Linked DNA regions of Oncorhynchus mykiss: region 1 is linked to region 2. Evidence: chromatin contacts called from public Hi-C data. All regions are on one chromosome and are shown on one strand. The core of a region is the stretch at or near the end of the contact, and the rest is flanking DNA. Distances in the headings are between cores, read along the strand shown.

Region 1 (3,970 bases), core at 1,209-3,708, 180 kb before region 2:
TGAGCATTTCTCATTTGCCAATATAATCCATCCACCTGACAGGTGTGGCATATCAAGAAGCTGATTAAACAGCATGATCATTAAACAGGTGCACCTTGTGCTGGGGACAATAAAAGGCCACAACTGTGCAGTTGTCACAACACAATGCCACAGATGTCTCAAGTTGAGGGAGCATGCAATTGACATGCTGACTGCAGAAATGTCCACCAGAGCTGTTGCCAGATAATTTAATGTTCACTTCTCTACCATAAGCCTCCTCCAATGTCATTTCAGAGAATTTGGCAGGCCTCACAACCACAGACCACGTTATGGCGAGTGGTTTGGTGATGTCAACAGTGTCCTATGGTGGCAGTGGGGTTATGGTATGAGCAGGCATAAGCTACTGACAAACTGCATTTTATCAATGGCAATTGGAATGCACAGAGATACCGTGACAAGATCCTGAGGCCCAATGTCATGCCATTTATCCGCCTCCATCACCTCTTGTTTTAGCATGATAATGCACAACCATGTCAGAAGGATCCATACACAATTCCTGGAAGCTATAAAATACCCCTGTTCTTCCATGGCCTGCACACTCACCAGAAACGTCACCCATTGAGCATGTGTGGGATGCTCTGGATCGACATCTACGACCGTATGTTTCAGTTCCCGCCATTCAACACAATCAACAGCCTGATCAACTCTATGCGAAGGAGATGTCACACTGCATGAGGAAAATGGTGGTCATGCCACATACTGACTGGTTCTGATCCACGCCCCTACCTTTTTGTTTTTAAGGTATCTGTGACCAACAGATGCATATCTGTATTACCAGTCATGTGAAATCCAAAGGTTAGTGCCTAATGAATTTATTTCAATTGACTGATTTCCTTGTATTAACCGTAAATCAGTAAAATCTTTGAAATTGTTGCGTTTATATTTAATTTTACACTGCGAGCTACAACTCAAACAAGGCCTGCACATCACATTATGCTAATAGCCTTACCTCTGATATATTTACGACATGCCTTTCAAGAGAAGTCATAAGGCACAATAAAAGACTCATGCCTATTGAGTGCATGAATCAACTTCACTGTTCATCAGAATCATTTTATATTATTCAACCGACTTAGCACAGTGTTTCACAGGACCGAGGTTGGCTATAGTGACTAACGTCATCCGACCAAGACTACTCTAGTAGCAACGTAGCTCGAGCAGTTCTCGCCACAAAGACCGTAGCACGCGAGTAAGCTTCCTGACACAAATGTCAATCTTCCTAGGGCGCACTCAACACCGTAAACCCCCAACCAAAAATAAGCAGGGCATTTTGACGTGGTTTACCTGCAATTCGGCTCGCTCCACCTCCCATTGCGCTCTATCCACCTCGAAACGGGCCCATTCGTGTTGCAGAAAGTGCAATATCCCCGGAATGTTGTAATGAGCCCTGGCCGCCTCTCCGCCACCGACGTCGCCCGGCTGCTGCGGTCCTTTGCCAGCGCCTGGCAAACCCGAGTTGTTGTTGTTGTTAAAGAACACGCCGGGCCCTGCCTGTTCGTCCATGCCCAGGCCAGGTGTGTGGGTTCAGTTCGCACAAGCTGGCACGACTGTGCTCAGACGGATGGGTTTTCCTTTAACCGCCCCTGTGATATGAAATGGAAAGGAAATAGCTACCTACAGCTCTCTCTACTGGGCAGGCACATTCATGTCGGAGCAGCCAGCTGTCAATTGATGACGTTCACACTCAGCTCCCACCCACATCCAGTGATTTCTTTACCCATTGGTCGATTTACACGATTCACACTGGAATAAGCCAATCGGATATAAATGCGCTGTTGACAACTGTTGTACACTACGTATGATGGAATTTGAAGTTCAAAGAAGATATAGCTGCATTTTCAACCTAAAATTCGCTTGTTCTCTTTTTTTTTTACTGTCATTTTCTTTAATTGGCCTACGGAGTATATTTTTTTGTAACTTAAATTGAAAATGTCATAATGTATGCTACAGAAGTGTATCTGTGGTAGCCATATTTCATATATTATAGCACATTCCATTAATGCATCTATGCATTCCATTGAGCCATTAATCCAGTTGTTTACATTGCACACACACCCAAGCCTATCATCCACGACCCCGACTGAATTTCATGTCCTTTGAAATCCACGAAAATACATTAAACAAAATGTTGCCCTCACATGATGTAGGGCCTACTTTAGTGTGAGAATATTATAAGGCCTCTATGTATGATTTGTGTGTAAGATATTTTAATGACTAAATTACCTCTATATAATGTTTGGTAATTCAAACAGTCTTCTTTTCAAACATCAATTACATGAAACATTACAATCAGGTAATTTATTAGATCTTAACCATTTGGATTGGTTTTACACACAGCGGAGTCATTATGCACGGTCAATTCATTAGCCATATGAAGCGTGCTGACCCAACCCCAAGGTAATGAGGTGATACGTCACTGCGACCACACTATTTAATTTCTGTTGGCTGTTCTACATGGTTAAATTTTTTATAGCCTAGATCAGACAGCAGGAATTGAAGAGAGGAGCCACTTGCCCACATGATGCCTCCATTTGAGAAACCACAGCACCCTAAGTCCTTCAAGCAGAGAAAAAGCTTTGGTGATTATTGAATGTATTGCTTTGCATGTGGTAGACTATGCGTTGCTTTATAATCTCATCCACGTTTTCCATCCCAAACAGCCACGAGAAAACAGGAGGTCGCGGGGATCCGAACAAAGTTTCCAACAAAAATTCCGGTAAGTTCGCCTATTTCTAAAACCGTATTCTACCCTGACGTTCCATTGAATTTGCACCTTCTAAAAGTGACCTTTCCACCCACACACAGGTTATCATTGAAAGGTATCAACGGGAGAAGTACTTGCCGCCTCTTGATAAAACGAAATTCCTGGTCCCCCAAGAACTTTCCATGACTCAGTTTGTCACCATTATAAGGTGTGTCTCCTTTGAGAAACGTTTAGCTGAAATGTTGATTATTTAACTTGGCAAGCATGGCTTAACATGACTGAAATAATGTCTTCAATGTTTGTTTGAGAACTTGTGCATAATTTCAAACTTGGTTATCACCTGATACGTATCAGCCTCGAGTGCCGCGCGCGACTCACTACTTTTATATTACCTGACTTTGTGCAAGATAATTTCCACATTTTGAGTACGTCTTGTCAATACACTCTGCACGTTCTCGTTTCAGAAATCGTATGTCTCTGATGCAGAGTCAAGCGTTCTACCTGCTTATCAATAATAGTGGCCTGGCCAGCATGTCTCTTACCATGGCGCAAGTCTACAAGGACCACAAAGATGACGATGGCTTTCTCTACATGACCTATGCTTCTCAAGAAATGTTTGGTAATTGTGTTGAAATCCACGAGGAGTCATTGCCAATTGCTGGAAATGTTTGAGAAGACATAAATTGCAGGATTGGATAATGTGAGGCCTCGGCTTTTGGCAGGCCCAATAACTGAACTTCGTGTATAGATATAAAATGCAATATATGGATATTTAATATTACTCAATGTTTTTGTATATTGTTTTTAAGGTAATAAATGTTTGAAACTTTTGAGGACCATGCTCTGTATTACATCAGTTTGGCTAGATTGCTTAAAGCGGCAATATGTAACTTTTTGGGCTAAAAAACAAATTAGCATAGAAATGGGAGGTGTAGGTCTGTCATTCTCGTTAAACATGTTTAAGAAGTCGTAGATCTGTTCTGTGTGTTATTTCAGAGGTTTTCTAAACTTTTTGTTTGTATGCCAGCTTAAAGCAGCTGGGAAATATTTAATTATTGAAAAGTGATTTTCCCAGCGGTACAATGATTCAATATTTGAGCCCAATATCAGTTTGACAACTTAGCACTTTAGCAAACATGGTGCAGCAATTTCAGCATATTGCACTTATTTTTGTCACTCGTGCCCCTTCATTTAATTTCCCCAAAATGTGTGGACTTGGACATTGTC
Region 2 (3,657 bases), core at 498-2,997:
AAGAGAGATATGTAGGAATCAGTCGGGAAAAGCATCCCCATTGGTTGGTTCTCTTTATAAACCCTAAAGTCTTACATAATTCTACTATCTGATTGATAGATAGTTTTGCAACAACCATTATTTGTACAACATCCCTAAACATGTGTGTGTGTGTGTGTGATGTGTGTGTCATGGTCTTTCTGTCCAAACCTCCAACCCACATCAACATAAGGACATGAGATCTGTCTGAGTCCCAGCAAATGACAAGAGTACTTGTTTCCTAGGGAATTGCTACAGACATGTATAATGTGGCCTGGGATGACGGCATGGATTAGGAGACCTCCGAACACACAAGCACTGGGATCACATACAGTAGGGCTTCCAAAGCACCTTCCAGGAACGATTGAGTAATGGTAATAATAACCCACCACCGCGAGACGATAAGCCTCTGGCTAAGCCGCGACACGTCAAGCCTGGGCACTGGCGGAGCTAGATGTCCCTGAGGGGTGAATTCTTCGCCAAACCCTCAGCCAGCTGCATGCCAGGTGCGAGCTGCTAAGCCGCTGGCAAGAGAGACGACAGGGCAGACGGGTAATCCTCCTACCATGTAAATTGTCCACAGACAAGTGTACACATGCACGCACATACACACACATGCCAGTGGAGGCTGCTGAGGGAAGGACGGCTCACTCCATTCTGGCCATTATTATGAATCATCCTCCCCTCAGCAGCCTCCACTGATACATGCACACACACACACATAAGTATGAAGAAGTACACATGCAATGCATGCTCACATACACACACACATAGAGACATAAGTACGGGTATGAAGGTGTACACACATTTGTACAAACACACACGCACGCACGCACACAACCACACACCCACACACCCACAGCTTAACTGGAAACCCCATCAAAAGCACACACACTCTTCCAAAATCCTGTCAACTGGCGACGTGTGGTCAATGACGCAAATCTCTAAGGTTCAGTTATTCCTTTATTAAACTGTAACAACAACAACCAGCCACAGAAATGGTGTAAGGGTGCAGAACGACTCAGTTGCCATTTAAAGGCAAAGGTGCACGCAATACCAGACACAGTCTGGTGATGATATAATCCATGTAAGGATGTGCATGCCTGATGGTTTGTATTACTGCAGGTCTGAGCATGTGCCCTCAGAAGCCTAATAGTCAAGGTGGTATATTTTTGCAGCAGCCTGGCCTTGCACATGTAATGCAGCTGACCATCTGTTCTGTTGAGCAGCACTTCTAGGGATTAGCTATCATCTGGGAGATGAAAAGTGCAAACTAAGCCCAGACAGGCATAGGAGCAAGGCTCAGTGCAACTGGCATCATTTTTCGTAAATTAATTGGTCGTAGCGAAAGCAAAATTGTACATGTTGTCTTACTAGTCTAAATGATTGTGCCACACCATGTAGCCTACTGTTCAATATTTCACTTGGCCATTGTTTGCTGCTGTGTAGTCTACCCCAGGTTAGTCAAAATACCTATAGTCGTAGCTGAATTGTTTCTATTTTTCTTACTCTGGAGAAAATACTGTTTAATTGTATCAAATGTAATCATTAGCCTGCTGCTTCTTTTTTTGATGAATTGCTACTGCTCCCTTGTGGCACTTACATTTCAATGCTACCCAAAACTACTTACATTGATTTAAAGAAATCCTAACACATCCCCCCCATCTGGGTTCAACATACAACACTTTATATTCAACCAAATGCATACGCTATCGGTGATATCATGTGATTGGGAATTAAATGTGTGTTATTTTCGATCGGGCGTTCAATGCGGACACCCTAGCTGTCAAATTAGTCAGCGGTCCTACTGGTCCTTTTTGCTGCGAACTTGCGACTGTGTGAGGTCATGTACCACCTTTGATATAAGCCGAAATAGAAATATTCTCTTTGTTAACATAGAAATATCAACCATTTCGGAAGTGATGATGGGCGGTAAATCGAGCACGATAGCCGCCGGTGTTTGCGGGGCTCTGTTCGTTGGCTACTGCATCTACTTCGACAGGAAAAGACGGAGTGACCCCAACTTCAAGAACAGGCTACGAGAACGTGAGTGTTGTCCACGTCCTTTGCAACCCGCTCCGGTCTCTGTTTGGGAGACCTGAGGTGCAACAAAATGCCCGAGCCAGGCCGAACTCGTTTAACTATTCCCAATTGGCGAAGTATAGAAGCTTGCATGGTTACGTTAATGGTTTGTGCATTAGATCTAATTCATTAATTGTCAGCGCACTGCTAACCCCAAAAGTCCTGCACCTAACTAGCCAGTGCTAACCTAGCTAGCGCATAGCAACTCAACTCTGTTCTCTTATAGAGTTGAGCGTTTCTCTGCTAACTACCTCCTTTATCATGTATTAATGTACTTCCTACTCACTCACAACAAGCGTTCTGTTAGTTGAATTCAGACATGGAAAGCTGCACCTACCCTGATTCATTCATTGATGGTGTGTTTTGAACTGTTATGTAACCTAAACCAACCATTCTTGGCTACTAGCCATATCAGACATAGAGCTTGCCATATCAGACATAGAGCTTGCCAAGCAGCCCAAATCCATCTTTCATACTGTAGCCCAGCTACAATTGTAGTCTAGTTAATGTGGAACTGGAATGTGATCTGTATAGGATTTTTATTGTGACATGCATCCATATATGTATTCTAATCATCTCCTGTATTAGAGCAACCTGGATATCCCTGGTGTTACTCTATCCAGGCCTACTACTCATGTAAGGCCATGGGGTTGTCGGTATGAAGAAGCTGATAATGCGCCTACAGAGCATTACACTGCAAACTTTAATGATGAGACTACATAACTCATAAGGGGATATAAAATAAATACACCTCCACACACTACATAATGGCAGTTCTGCCTTGTCTTCTACCCAGAATCCCTCACTCTAATACAGGAGCCAATTAGAATACACACATGGATGCATGTCACAATAAAAATCCTATACAGATCACATTCCAGTCCCACATTAACTAGACTACAATTGTAGCTGGACTACAGTATGAAAGATGGAATTTGGCTGTCAGCTGGCCACAATGCTTTGTACACCTGCTTTACTGCAATTGAATGAGCCATGTTCCTCTGTTAGACTTTTTTTCATTTACCTTCCACTCTGGTAGTTAATCACTCTATCAGAAAAAAATAACTAGGATTGTTTGGCTAGTTGTCACTTGCTATTAAGTATTTCCTGATTCTGACCTGGGTAAACCACTTTATCAAGGGAAGGTGTGTGGATTATTTTGGAGCTTTGTTCAAAGCCAAAGTTGTACTTCAGGGTGTCAATTTAGGATGTTAATGGGACTTCCTTACTGTTCCTAATCATAGTCTTGCATTGTAGGATTGCCTGAGAAACTAAGTTGTCTAAGTACAAACATGAGCAATCCCCAAAGCTATTTATATTAACAGTGATTGTGTTTACCTCTGCCCAAGGGAGGAGAAATCAGGCGGCTGCAAAACAGGGGACAGGACTGTCAAAGGTGAGTAAAATCCCCTCGAGGTACTATTTCTATTCTTCCTCAATGAACACACGTCTAAAGAAGTCATGTCTTGTACACTTCAGATGATACCTTGTGGAAAATAATCTCCAATGACCTCAAGTGGAATAAACAGGATATCTTCACTGGCATGTATTGGGACA

The links. A called contact is a pair of places that touch in the nucleus more often than the background predicts.
Region 1: a contact with region 2 is called in a Hi-C map of liver, with 8 times the contacts expected there. The contact joins the promoter of LOC110486037 here to the promoter of LOC110486035 in region 2. A contact is called at or near these places in 2 of 3 Hi-C or Micro-C datasets (blood and liver).

The regions. Positions count from the first base shown.
Region 1 is chr13:24,901,791-24,905,760 of USDA_OmykA_1.1, reverse strand. LOC110486037 (microtubule-associated proteins 1A/1B light chain 3C) reads left to right here and starts at 2,458. Exons shown (of 4, transcript XM_021557348.2): 1 at 2,458-2,618; 2 at 2,700-2,755; 3 at 2,845-2,951; 4 at 3,208-3,576. The coding sequence starts at 2,558. The coding sequence ends at 3,415. LOC110486038 (striatin) reads right to left here and starts at 1,710. Exons shown (of 18, transcript XM_036940685.1): 1 at 1,324-1,710. The coding sequence starts at 1,542.
Region 2 is chr13:24,724,100-24,727,756 of USDA_OmykA_1.1, reverse strand. It overlaps LOC110486035 (mitochondrial import receptor subunit TOM20 homolog), which reads left to right and starts at 1,747. Exons shown (of 5, transcript XM_021557346.2): 1 at 1,747-2,064; 2 at 3,450-3,496. The coding sequence starts at 1,941.